Regions from separate parts of the Mus musculus genome. Here region 1 is linked to region 2. Evidence: chromatin contacts called from public HiChIP or PLAC-seq data. All regions are on one chromosome and are shown on one strand. The core of a region is the stretch at or near the end of the contact, and the rest is flanking DNA. Distances in the headings are between cores, read along the strand shown. Region 1 overlaps Frmd6 (FERM domain containing 6). Region 2 has its middle 23 kb from the start of Tmx1.

Region 1 (6,663 bases), core at 379-2,878, 370 kb before region 2:
TAGGCACTGTGGTCCTCCGTCACTCATGTTCTGGGTCACTGCGACTCATTTCACTGCCTTTCTTTTGCTTTTACCAAGCTGTTTCCTCTGCCCAGAACATCCTCCCTCGCATCCTGTCCCATCTGCCAACTTCTTCAAGAAAACAAACCCCATCCTTCCTGCTCCCTAGACAGTGCAGGTGCAGGTCTAGGAAGCCTGTCTCCTGGTCCCTGGCTGTCAGCAGCTGCTGCCTCTGCTCCTGGTCAGCGGGGAGCTCGTCCTTTGGCTGGGACAGGTTTTTATTAGCTTGCTAATGCTTGGAACAGCTCCCCTGCTACACTGGGAACCTTGCTGAGACCTGCTGAAGACTCACTGGGAACCCCTGTGAGACTTGCTGAATTTATTTTAGACTTGCTAGCCAAAAAAAAAAAAAAAAAAAAAAAAAAAAGAAAGCAAAGAAATTCCTTAGTGATTAAGTGATATTATGTTCCTTAAACAGCCTTTGGCTCATAACTGTAATCCTAACATTCAGTCAGCTGAGGCAGGAAGGTTGTTGAGTGGTTGAGTGTTTCAGCCCCTGCCTGAACTACACAGTGAATTATAGGGCAGCCTGGCTACAGAGTGGGACCCTGTCTCAAACACTAACGAATAATCAAGCAAGCAAGCAAACAAATAAATAAATAAATCCTTTTTCCTCTATGGATATTCAGTACTGACCACAGCTTTTTTAATATCTACAAGAGTATAGACACAATGATTACATCTTGTCTTTTCCTCAAAACACATCCCCAATACTCTCAACAAAGAGTATTTAAAAAGTCTCCATATTTCTGTTACAGCAATTTTTATTAAAATATACACATATTAAGCCAGGGAGTGGTGGCACATGCCTTTAATCCCAGCACTTAGGAGGCAGAGGCAGGTGGATTTCTGAGTTTGAGGCTAGCCTGGTCTACAGAGTGAGTTCTAAGACAAGCCAGGGCTACACAAAGAAACCCTGTCTCGGAAAAAAAAACAAAAACAAAAAACAACCCCCCCCCCAAAAAAAAAAACCAAAACCAAAACCAAACCCTCCCCCAATAACAACAACAACAACAAAACTCAAACCAAACAAACAAAAAAAACAACCCCCCACTCCACAAATACACATACAAAAAAGGCATTGGTTTGATTCCCCAAATTGCAAGTGCCAAAAAACCACCCCAGGGAAATGGAAACTTGGACACTAGAGCCAACTGCTTGGTTCTGACTCTGTTCACTGATGGACTCACCAGTCATTTACTAGCTGTATGACTCTGGGTGTGTCCTACTCCCTTTCTGTACAGAACATGTGTTGTAGGGTACTGTAAGGCACAGGGTAAGGACAAATCTCGACTATTTACACAGCCTGACTCATTAAGTAATTTAAGGAGAATGTATAAAGCTAATGACTTAAGTGGATTTGATGGAGGAGCACACAATGTCATCTAGGACCTGATTTCTTCCTGACACCTTGACATCTGAAGGCTGGTGGTGTCTCTCAGAGGGGCTTCATTAACTAGAATGCGGTAGCACACAAGGATCCTCAGCTAAGGGTCAAAGGTCATGGGTCACAATGCCCCATCAAAGCAGCAACAAGTCCGTTTCTACATCCGGGGGTAGAACCAACTTCCTCTAGTACCACAGGGAAGCCAGGATAGTGTGGCTGGGTAGGCAGTCAGCAGAGAGGGCAGAAGCAATGCTGGAAATTCACGGATTTTAAACCACAGAAACTTTTATTTCCTCAGCGTTCTGCATTCAAAAGTCATAGCAGGCTTAGCACTGAGGCACAAAAATTCCTTTCAGCCAAGATGAACTTCCAGCCTGACACAGCCAACAAAAAGTGCTGTTCTCAGGGAAAACACTGGCCCGAAAAGCATCTGCTTCTAATTTCTACAATGAAATCTTTGATTCCTTCATTCACGGGACTTGCACTCAATTCCATCTGACACAGGAATTATGGTTTTGTAAATGATAACTTTGTTGTGAAATTCTCATTAATACACACACACACACACACACACACACACACACACATATTTAAAACTAACTTTTTGATGTTTTTCCTGAAATACTTTTGTTCAAAGAGAACACAGTTACAATGACTTCAAGAAAGATGGAATGAAACATTTGAGAAGTTGCTATCTGTTTTTGGAAGACCACTTTTTCCATATCATTAAATAGTTCCTCATAGGAATACACATACAAGTTGGAAACAGAGACATCCCCTGCCAAGAGTAAAGCATTCAGTGTTCAAACCGCTCACAGGGAAAAGACGTGAACTATAGCTAAAGATGAATAAATATAAATCTCAAAAATGGTGCAAAAATCAAATTAACAGGAAGATATGACACAATCTCTATGACTAACAAGTTCAAAAACAGTCAAAAATAAAGAATGACTCGTTTAGGAAGACAAAGGAATGATTAATCTCAAAACTGCATTAAAAATTACATAAGACATTTTAAGCTCTTTTCTATGTGTGAACTTCCAATTTAGAAGGTGACATCAGTGAGTATGGACAGCAAAAATCACCACACACTGGTGGCTGAGTTTTAAAACGATATACAAGCCTGCCACACTGCACAATGGGACCCACTGAGAACTGTGTGCAGTTTATCACATTCTACATTATTATAAAAGATTCCACCTACCACATAATTGCTATCACAGCTTTGAGACTGAAAAACAACCTCCAGGGCGCTCAGTGTTAGTGAGAGCTTAGGAGACATTTAGTGATAACATGTGTGTTCCTGTCTCGAGTTTCAAAGTACATTAAACAGAAACACTGTAACAAAGTACAACCAGAGAAATCTTCACCTCTGTGGTACTTGGGAACTTGACAGGCAAAAAAAACTGTCATTTAAGCAAATGACCCTGCCAATGTGGGCTGGGCTTTTCCTTATAGGATTTTCCTTCCCTGCTTTAAAACAGCAATGAATATGAGATAATTTAAATCTCTCTGGAAAGTATAATAGTTATAAATTTAATAGAAAGTTAAACATTTGGAAGCATTTGACTACGTCAAACATACTCAAGTGCTAATAAAATGTCTTTTAAAAAAAATCTGACAGCCATAGAATTATATGGGAAAACTTACGAAGCTAGAGAAAGACTTTGACACGCCAGAAATTCAACTTTTATCCCTATATATATTAACTATGAGGCTGAGATTACACTGTTACACAGACACACCCAGACATGTGGTAGTTCCACAAGGTATGGCTTCGTACATGCATACATATACACATGACCTGTGCATATGTAATCTGGGGACAGACACCCTTTTCAGTAAAAGATCAAAAGCACAGTCTACAGGCATCAAAGGAAAACGGTCCAACAAAGCTTTACACTGCTATGAAGTCTTGTTTTACACCCCCTTGGGGATTTTGCTTTGAATACATGAGTTGGAGACCGTCATATACAGATGGAGCTGTAATTTATGGCTTTAAAAGTACTTAAGGAAAATGATAAAAGTATGTGCTCTGTGCCTGACCTATTTTTTACAGCTTCACAAAATGTTCACCATAGCTACTTTCACACAGGGAGTCTCTATCAGACACATTAAAAACATCTGCTCCGGCCCCGCCTTGGTGAAGAGTCCCAAAAGTGTCATCAAACTCATGAGCTGGTCTGCTCTGTGGAGATCAAGGTGGGTTGTGTCGTCGCTGTTAAGTGGCTGTTGGAAGATGGGGGAAAGCCAGGCTACGGCCCTTATATTGTTCCCCAGGGAAACTTCACCTTGACGCTGTCTCTTACCTAGTAGCCAGTATTTAGTTCCTTCAGCTTCTGGAAGGTAACTACCAAAATCAGACAGGTCCGCCAGCTGGAATGTTATTTTTGAACGGAACGGCATTTACCTGTGGGGTAGCATTCTGCATGGCTCCCCCCATTCACAGGTCTTATTTCTCTAACTCTTATTACTAGGGTTTTGAAATAAGATGCAAATCGGGGGCAATGTAATTATTCTTCTACGGGGATGGAAACGGAGGCGTGTGCTGCGCCTCTGTGCCCTGTGGTATGTGAGAGGCTGACTGAGTGCAAGAGTGAGTCAGGACCAGCCTAGTCCAGTTACCTCGCTCTGACCCACCTGTCACTGGAGTCCTGGTAGTGCGATGTGCATCTCCCTCCACACAGCACATTCCTTCTTGCGGTAATCACCCGCTGATGCTGTGAGAGACTTACAGTCTAGTTCTTAAAGGGTGTGGAGGAAGGAAATCAGAATCACACCTCACCCTACACTAACATGTTTAATCTTCCATGAAAAATGGAGCCATATGCCTCAACCTTGAAGGTTACAGTTTTTAAAAGTCCCAAGTCAAACAAAACCAGAAACTACCCCACCTTAGCTCTGTACTTTTTTCATAAGGCTGTGACCACACCGGAAAGGCAGCTTATTCCTGGGATGAGCCAGGGACTTTCAGCCTGGGTGAACTGGCTAGGTGGCTCATCTGTGGCCAGCTGTCACTCACAGCAGGACCAATGCCCATCACCAGTGGTGCAGCACCACCCTATCAACTCCATCAATCCTAACTGGGACAAGCCTAGCTCTTGCTCGTAGCCTCAGAACCATTTCATCTGAGTCAGAAGCAAAGCCTTTTGAATGCTTTAAGTAAAAGCGTGCATCTTGCCAGCCCAGTGGCACACACCTTTAGTCCCAGCACTGGAGAATCAAAGGCAGGCAGATCTTTGTGAGTTTGAAGCCATCCCAATCTACATATTTAGTTCTATAATGGCCAGACCTACATAGAGAGACCCTGTCTCAAAAGAACCAAAAATAAGAAAAGTACTCGACCCAGTGAGGGCTCAGTGGATAAAAGAGCTTCGTGCACAAACCTGAGTTCAATCCTAGCATCCCAGAGTGGAAGGAGAGAACCCAGTCCTGAAGCCACTCCCACTCTGACCACTAGACAAGAATCATGGCTGTGTGCGCACACACAGAGCACAAATAATTTTTTAAAAATAAATTAAAAAGGAAATAAGGCCAGGCAGTGGTAGCCCATGGCCTTTAGTCTCAGTACTTGGGAGGCAGAGGCAGGCAGATCTCTGTGAGTTCCAGGCCAGCCAGGACTACATGGTAAACTCTGTCTCAAGTGAATGAATAAATGAACGAATGGGTGTCTAGACTAGAGATATGGCTCAGAGGCTAGGGTGTATGCTAGGACCCAATTTCAAAGGCCAGCACCTGGGGATGGAGAATGAGTTAAGAAATCGCATCACCTGTAACGATGAGCTTTCTACTGTGGAGAGCTGGGTGAGAATTCTTTCTCACATAGAACATTTTGGAAATGTTACCTAGTGTCATTTCACCTTCGATTTGGGTTTCCATATCAGACAATCCCCTGACAAGTCATTCTCTCAAAAGCCATCCTCCAATTGAACGCAATCTACCTAAGGGTTTGGGACTGATTTCTCTGAGGGTAGAGAGTGGCAGTTTCCCAAGCCACCAATGCACAGGAACAAGGATGCCTGCCCTCCAGGTTCTCAACATTAGTGATAAACCATTGGCAGCAGCCCCTCATTCCAGCCTTACCATGGTGTCTGTGTGAGACACTCTGGGTGACCTGTAAACAGATTTCCATCAGCAGGTGAGTACTTACTGGAACCATGCCTCAAAATCAGCCCAAGAGAAAATGAGGCATGAAACACCTCCGAATACTCAGCTCTCCACACTTTCATGAGTAATTCTTCTAGTCTGAGGAGTTTTAAAGATTAAAAACAAAAAACAAAACAAAACAAAACAAACCTCACTGTATGTAAAAATTTCTCCTTCTTGCTGATTTCTGTCTCACTCAGATGAGATTGGAGATCTGAGTTGGAGCGGCAGAGGAAGGCAGGGATTGGGGCAGCACAAGAACACCCAATGGATATAGAGACACAAAGTGAGGGCCAAAGATTTGGGGTGGGGGACATGCTGGAAATCACTGGCTAAGTACTGATTGGTGGCTGTGCGGGAGTAGGAGTTGGGGGGGGAGGGGACTCCCACAGAGCCAGAGCCAGGATCTTCAGAGAGCAATAGGCCAAAAATCCTGCATTCATGACACCTGGAAATGGCTCTCCTACTAGCCAGGGAGAACAGCCCTCTAGCATGTGTGGAAACAGAGGGCTTACTCTGAAGGCCCTCCCCATAGCAAGTATCTGAAATAGCTGTGGTCTGAAGGCAACTCTTAAAATACCTTACAAGCTTCAAAACAAATCTTCAGAGGACCAAACAATAGCTCACATGCTAGAACAGAGTCTGAATTCAAAATCTGGTAACTGGGGCAGTTAACACAGACAATTGAAGTTGATAGATTCAACAACATAGCTGAAATGTTCAGATGTCTCAAAAGACAAACCCCCAGAGCTCACTTGAGAAACAGGCTATCTGAATACACCACTATCACACAGAACAAATTTCTAGGAAAATTTGACAAAGAAAATGCCAAGATCAGATGCTGTCCCTCCAACAATCACCAATGTTTAAAGGAAAAAAAAAAAAAAAAAAAAGCCAATTCTATACAAAATTTTCAGGAAATTAAAGAGAATCATTTCCTGATTATTTTTATGAGGCCAGCATTTCCCAAAACCTTGTCATTATAAGAAAAACAAACAAAATGACCAATATCTTTCATGGACATACTTAACAAAAACCCTTAACAAAACTTGGTGTGTCAAATCCAGCAA
Region 2 (6,433 bases), core at 1,476-3,975:
CAGTCTCATTATAGGTTGGCCCCACAAGCTTGGGAGAACATCACAGTGGAGAGAGAATGTCAACAGCTCACATCATGGTTTCTGAGAAACAGTGGGCAGAAGGGATCACGACATACTCTAGAGACTCACACATAGTGGTCTACTTACTCCAGCCTAGGTTCTACCTCCCACCTTTTCCAAACCTCTGGAAATAGTGTCACTATCTGGTGAGCAAGCATTCAAAGCAGTGGACTGTGGGGGCATTGTAAATTCAAGCCACAAGAGCCTAGAAGCAATGAGCATAGCTTCAAGAGCTTAGATTCTAAGTACTGCTCTCAGGATGGGCATGGCAATTAGCATACTTTTAATCCCAGCACTCCAGAGGCAAAAGCAGACAGATCACTGTGAGTTCAAGGCTAGTCTGGTCCACATAGTGAGTTCTCAGATAGCCAGGGTTAAGCACTATCAAAACAAACAAGAAACATTCTCTAATAAACAGAACAAAAGCTCATTGGAAAAACGATTGATTCCAGGCCTGCAATAGGACAACATGATACCAGAAAGGGAGTGTTCAAAGTAAGAAATGAACATTCAAAGGACATAGGAGTAACTCAGGGACATTCCCAACGGCAAGGGCTGAAGCACTCTGAATAACAGTTCACATCACAATCACAGAAGATTTTGCCTGGGAGCCAAAGTAAACTAACACACACGGAAGAGATAAGAGAAGACCAACATCAAGCAAATCTCTTAAATAACTGTTATACATAACTAGCAATGGATGGTAAAAATCTTCTAAGAAATGTAACAGGTCCCTAGTCTCCGAAGCACCCACTGGTTACAGAAGAAAGCACAGGCGCCTTAGAGCCCAGAGGTCGGACACAACCGTGTCAGAGACCAAGGGAAGCACCATCCTGTGCTAAGACACTCTGAAAGCAGGTATTCCCACATCTCACTCCCAGGAACAAGGCACAAGTGGACCTCTCTGGTATACTTGCAAAAAGAAAAAAAAAAGTCTAATCTCATTCTAATCATAAGAAAATACCCCAATACCTCACAAACCGCAGCAGACTGAGAATCTCTGAAGCAACAGACAGTGACCTTCAAATACATTAAGGCCATGAAACACCCAGGAAGGCTGGTCTTGCAGAATCTCGGCACTTTACCGGGAAACCTGTTAAAAATCCGAGTAAGATTTAATGGTGGATTAATAGTATGGTATCAGTGGTCATCTCCTTATCGATCTGTTGAATACATACTAATAAGAGGGGATGCTGATTAAGTACACAGGGGACTCTCTGTGTTCTTTTTAACAAGTCTAGTTTGTGAACCAATACATATTTCAAGATAACTGGAACCTCGGAGTTGAACGCTTCCGAGTACTTCCAGTCTTTAGGGAATGATAAGGTGAAATACCTTTTTTGTTATTCCTTGATTGAAACCTTCAGATACTGCTGCATAAATCATGTCGGAAGAGTGCTGAAAGCTATCTCCAGTCAGTAGAATAATATCTTGTTAAAGTATCAGAAAATAAAACCTAGCCCACGTATCCTTGGCAGATCTGTGAAAACGGGGATGATAATGAGTGGTTTCTTTCTTCACAGATATATAGCTTCCGGTGCAGTAAATAGTCACCGAAGGCATACTGTGCGCTCAGAATTCATCGGACTCACATTAACGTCGCCGCATTTTGTGGGGCATCTGTTATCCACCACCAAGACTTTCCATAGATCGTTTTGGTTCCACTTCTTGTACTCGGTGCCTGCAATGGCTAAGGTTAGCCAACAGGAGGCAGAACACAACATCTAAATATTTTCCAGCCTTGTTTCCCAGGCAAACAGTTCTGAGAAAAACTGGAAGACTATCTCCCATCAATAACTGAGTAGTTGTCAGCCACACAGAAACCAACTCGGCAATAGATCTCAGTACTGCCCCCTGGGGCCCGTTCTGCTCCTTTGCGCTCTCAGCCTAGCTTAATGGGATCACTTCCACATGACCTACTTGCTCACTCACCCTTGTCTCAGGGACTGTAGAGAGGGATCATGGAGGCTCAAGCGAAGAAAGTGATACAGGCTATCCCTTAGAGCCAATCAGTGGGAGTACTCACAAAACCCACAAAATATCCATTACTACGGCAGACTGAATCTGACAATTCTACTCCATTATGAAAAAACTGTTCCAGATTCCGGTGTGGGACTGAGAACACGGGCCAAGAGGGCTTTCTACGGTCAGGGAGAGAAAACTTAGGAAGTAAGTCAAGTTGTACTTTTATTTTAATTATTTATTTATTTGCCACCCAAACAAACAGACACCTCAGCACTGCCCCCTGCCTTCTTGTGCTCCCTAAAGCAGCCTGTCACTGGGGATCAACAATGATGAAAAAGGACATTTTGATCTAGTTTGAAAACTTTATTTATGCTGCGTTTTCTCCCTGGAGAGATTTCCCGAGTTAAATAGTAGACAGTGTGCCCATTTGTTTTGAGTGGAATCCAAGAGAAGCACGAAGTATCAGTTATCCTTTCTGCTGCTCGATCTGAACAGCGCAAGCTGCCTGTCTGCTCTCCGCAGCCACGCCCAGGCGCTCTGTGCCTGAAGTGCGAAGCTTTGCTTCTTCTCCTTGTTCAGTTTTTCTTCCTTTCCTGTGGTGTTGGCCAGGTGCTGGGCAAACTCTAGCACTGAGCTCCGCCTCCAGGTGCCCAGGGCTTCCTGTCCTGACAGTAATGCCTGCTTGTCATCGAGGTTAGCTATTTCCCTGAAGAAAAACAAAACAGGAACTATGGAGTTAGCGTTTAGTTAGTCAGTGCCCAAGTTCCTTATTGCCTTGGGGGAAAAAAACAAACAAACAAGCAAACAAACAATAAATAGCAGCTGGGGACAGCCACGAAGCATAGCACACTAAATGTGGTTTTCAAGGGACCAGGCAAAGATCTGAGGGTAATTGAGTCAGAGGGCTCCTTCTATGATGAAAGACACTTCCTAAGTATAATATACACACATATACACTAACACACACACACACACACACACACACACACACACACACACACACACACACTCATACCGAGACAGACAGACAGACAGACAGACAGACAGACAGACAGACAGAGACAAAGACAGAGAAACAGAGGGAGAGAGGGAGGGAGGGAGGGAGAAAGAGAGAATGACAAAGAGATGGAGAATTTTACTGTAAAGTGAAACAGACTCAAGTTAACACACCAGAGAGGGTGACACATCAAGACCATTACGTGTGCTCCCTCAGCATGCGGACTCCCAGGGCACATCACTTCCATCTACTGCTTTCAGTTTTCCTTAGGATGAACTCTCTAAGGAAAAAAAGTTTTTCCTGAAACATTCTCTTAAACAGCAAACTCTAACACCCACTAACCCACCTTGTGTATTGTACAATAAACCCAGCCAGAAGGACCTGTCTTAGTTAGGGTTAATATTGCTATAATTAAAAAAAAAATGACCAAAAGCAAACTGTGGAGTAAAGGGTTTATTTATCTGGCTTACACTTCACTGCTCATCCCTGGAGGAGTGTCAGAACAGGAACTCAAAACGGAATGCTGCTTACTGGCTTGCTTCATATACCTTGCTCAGCCTGCTTGCTTATAGAACCCAGGACCACCAGCCCAGGGATGGCATCACCCACAATGGGCTGGGTCCTCCTCCACCAATCACTAAGAGAATGCCCTACAGTAGGATCTGATAAAGCCATTTTCTCAATTGAGACTCCCTCCCCTGATGACTCTAGCTTGTGTCAAGTTGACATAAAAGTAGCCAGCACAGGACCCTAGGACCAAGGAAAGATGAGTGCTAGAAAAATACATGACCATAAATAAACATATGTAAAACTCCACACAAATTAAGGGGACTCAAGCCATACTGACGGCTAGATCATACATAATTCAAAACCCCGACTCTGCTGGTCTATACAAATAAACAAGGCTTGCATCTTGCCAAATGAATGAAAGTTTTCCTAATATCAATCTTCCCTCAGCAAGAAAGCTAATTACAAATGTACCTTTTCCCAGATTAAACAAAATTATTTTTGTTTAATTAATTAATCCCGTTAATTATTTTTACCAAATTGCCCTCTGTTATACCTAAATTTCTTCAGAAGGCAGCTGTCAAGAATTTTCTTTACAATTTTCTCCTGCCTTGAGGAAAGTCACTCTCTACATGTGTGTTCAATCACGTCACACTGCTATCTACAAATGTTGAGACACATTCATAGCTATCCTGGGACACATGTGACCCACAGGCCACAGGCGGGACATACCAGAATAAAACACTTAAGGGCTAATTTTATAGAAGGTATACATAGAAGTAAAAACCCCAGCATTTATGCACTTATAACACCTCATATTTTAAATTTTCCCTAAAAGAAGACTTTATCAATTGGAGCTAAGAGCTGGTTGAGTAGAAAGCAGGGATACAAACCCTCAGCTGGCTTAGCAATAGTTCCTAGCCAAAGGGAGAAACAAAAGCATTGTCTTTAACTTCAGGATGCAGAGGTTAAGTTAAACTCATCACACGTTCATGACATTATTATCCTTATGCCCTGGTTTGTAGATTCCCCAGTGTAACAAAAGAGTTACCTTGTATAATAAGTTTTATTTATGTTCAATGTTTGCAAAATACTAAAAGGAAAGCAGCTTTTTAAAGTACAAAATCATTACACCAAAAAAAGCACTTCTGTTCCAGGTACTATATTTAGTAAGAGGGAAACCTAAAAAGACTACTAAGGTAGACACAGCCAAACAATTTGTGTATCCTCTCCACTCCCCACCCCACCCCCACTGCCCCACTCCCGACAGGGTCTGACTATACAGCCCTGGCTGTCCTGTCGTGGAACACTCTGTAGACCAGGTTGGCCTTGAATTCACAGGGATTTGCCAAGTGCTGGGATTAAAGGCATGCGCCACTACACCTGGCTCGGGTAATTTTTAAAAATCGCTCTAAAGTCATGAATAGAGTCACTTGAGAAACTCCGCAGGGACCAAGAAGTGAAGTGGGCAGCTGTCCTTAGAGCTGCCGGGTAGGCTTTAGTTTACTGGAGAAAGGCACTGGGGTGCCAAGGCAGACAAGAACCGCACATTTACTCACGCTATGGGCTAGGAAAAGGTGCCCATTCAGTCTGGCCTGTACACAAGGGCAAAATTCTGCCCATTCTTGGGAGTGGAAATTGTCAAGTGAAAACATGACTGGTAGAAGTGAATGCAAATTCTAGGGCATCACACATGGACCAGAGGGGCACCCCTGGAATTCAGGCCTCCATGGATTTACACATTAGTAAATGAGAGCTTCCAGCCAGAGTTCCAGATACACAAGAGGGAGCCAATCACATGGCTGACAGAGCCCAGCAGAAACCAGCACCAGAGACAATGACTGCAGAAAAGAACGGGAGGTCTCAGGCTCCCTGTGTTTACACGTGAGAAGCAGGAATGGGCTTATCTCACTAACAGAGTGTCTAGAAATGTAAACTCTATCACTGAATTCAGAAACAGAGAGAGAGAGAGAGAGAGCACAAACAGAAGATCGGGTATGGTTGAAGAAGGAATTAATGAATTTGAAAATAGTTCTGAGGAAATTACTTAGAAGGAAGTAAAGAGAAGAAAGATGTATAAAAGAATCAAATAGAAACCAAGGGCACACAATGTTTAACATTAATCTAGTAAGGTCGGAAGAAAGAGAGATTTTTAAGGAAGAGACAATATTCAATTACATAAGGACTAAAAAGTTTCCTAAAATGATAGATGATTAAAATCCTCAGATCAAAAAGCCCCAAAGAGTCTTTAATAGTGTAGGGAAAGAGATGGGGACAGATTCTAACCGGAGTGCAAACCACAAGTCACTCAGGAAGAAACTGGCTTAACCTGGCTTCTAAGACTCAGAGGTGGGTAAGTACTGTGAAGGCCAGAACTCATCCCACCAGGAGATTCAGGATGCTAAGCAGAAAAAAAGTCCATCGGATTTAATAACGGCATTTTTGAAGACAATATAGAACAGCGGTTCTCAACCTTCCTAATGCTGCAAGCTTTTAATTCAGTTTGTGTTGTGGTGAGTCCTAGACATTTTATGGTTGCTACTTCGTGACTATTTTTGCTAGCGTTATATGTAGATATGTAAATGTCCGATATGCGGGATATCTGATATGTGACTCCTGTGAAAGGGTCATTCATTCCAAAGGGGCCACGACCCAAAGGCTGAACAACTGGTACAGACAACATGCTGCTGCTTTAAAGGTCTCAGTGAACTTACCACACTTACATCTGGTATCTTTATATTGATCTCCAAATTGATGACTCACACACGCCTGCCTTGGTTTGCACCATCACCAGCAGTGATCAAGGACCCCCCTCCCTCCCCACATCCTCTCCAATGATGACTGGTGTTTGTTTGTTTGTTTGTTGTTTGTTTGAGATAGGGCTTCTCTGTGTAGCCTTCGCTG

Evidence for each region. HiChIP or PLAC-seq counts read pairs in DNA pulled down with a chosen protein or histone mark.
Region 1: an H3K4me3 HiChIP or PLAC-seq map of bone marrow-derived macrophages shows a contact between it and region 2, with 4 times the contacts expected there. The contact joins two enhancer-like sites. A contact is called at or near these places in 1 of 15 datasets of contacts at CTCF or cohesin (the NIH/3T3 cell line), 1 of 484 Hi-C or Micro-C datasets (bone marrow-derived macrophages), 2 of 115 datasets of contacts at active chromatin or transcription factors (bone marrow-derived macrophages and large pre-B cells) and 1 of 9 other capture datasets (embryonic stem cells).

Annotation. Positions count from the first base shown.
Region 1 is chr12:70,846,671-70,853,333 of GRCm38.p6, reverse strand. All of the region lies in intron 1 of Frmd6 (FERM domain containing 6), which reads right to left. Among named protein-coding and RNA genes, the nearest start is that of Frmd6, 24 kb to the right of the region's middle. Within about 2 kb of position 1,628, at least 38 of the 459 cell types and tissues checked have an H3K27ac peak or open chromatin away from gene starts, as enhancers often do. A contact at or near this core is called in bone marrow-derived macrophages, where this site is marked.
Region 2 is chr12:70,473,248-70,479,680 of GRCm38.p6, reverse strand. No RefSeq gene overlaps it. Among named protein-coding and RNA genes, the nearest start is that of Tmx1, 23 kb to the right of the region's middle. Within about 2 kb of position 2,725, at least 53 of the 459 cell types and tissues checked have an H3K27ac peak or open chromatin away from gene starts, as enhancers often do. A contact at or near this core is called in bone marrow-derived macrophages, where this site is marked.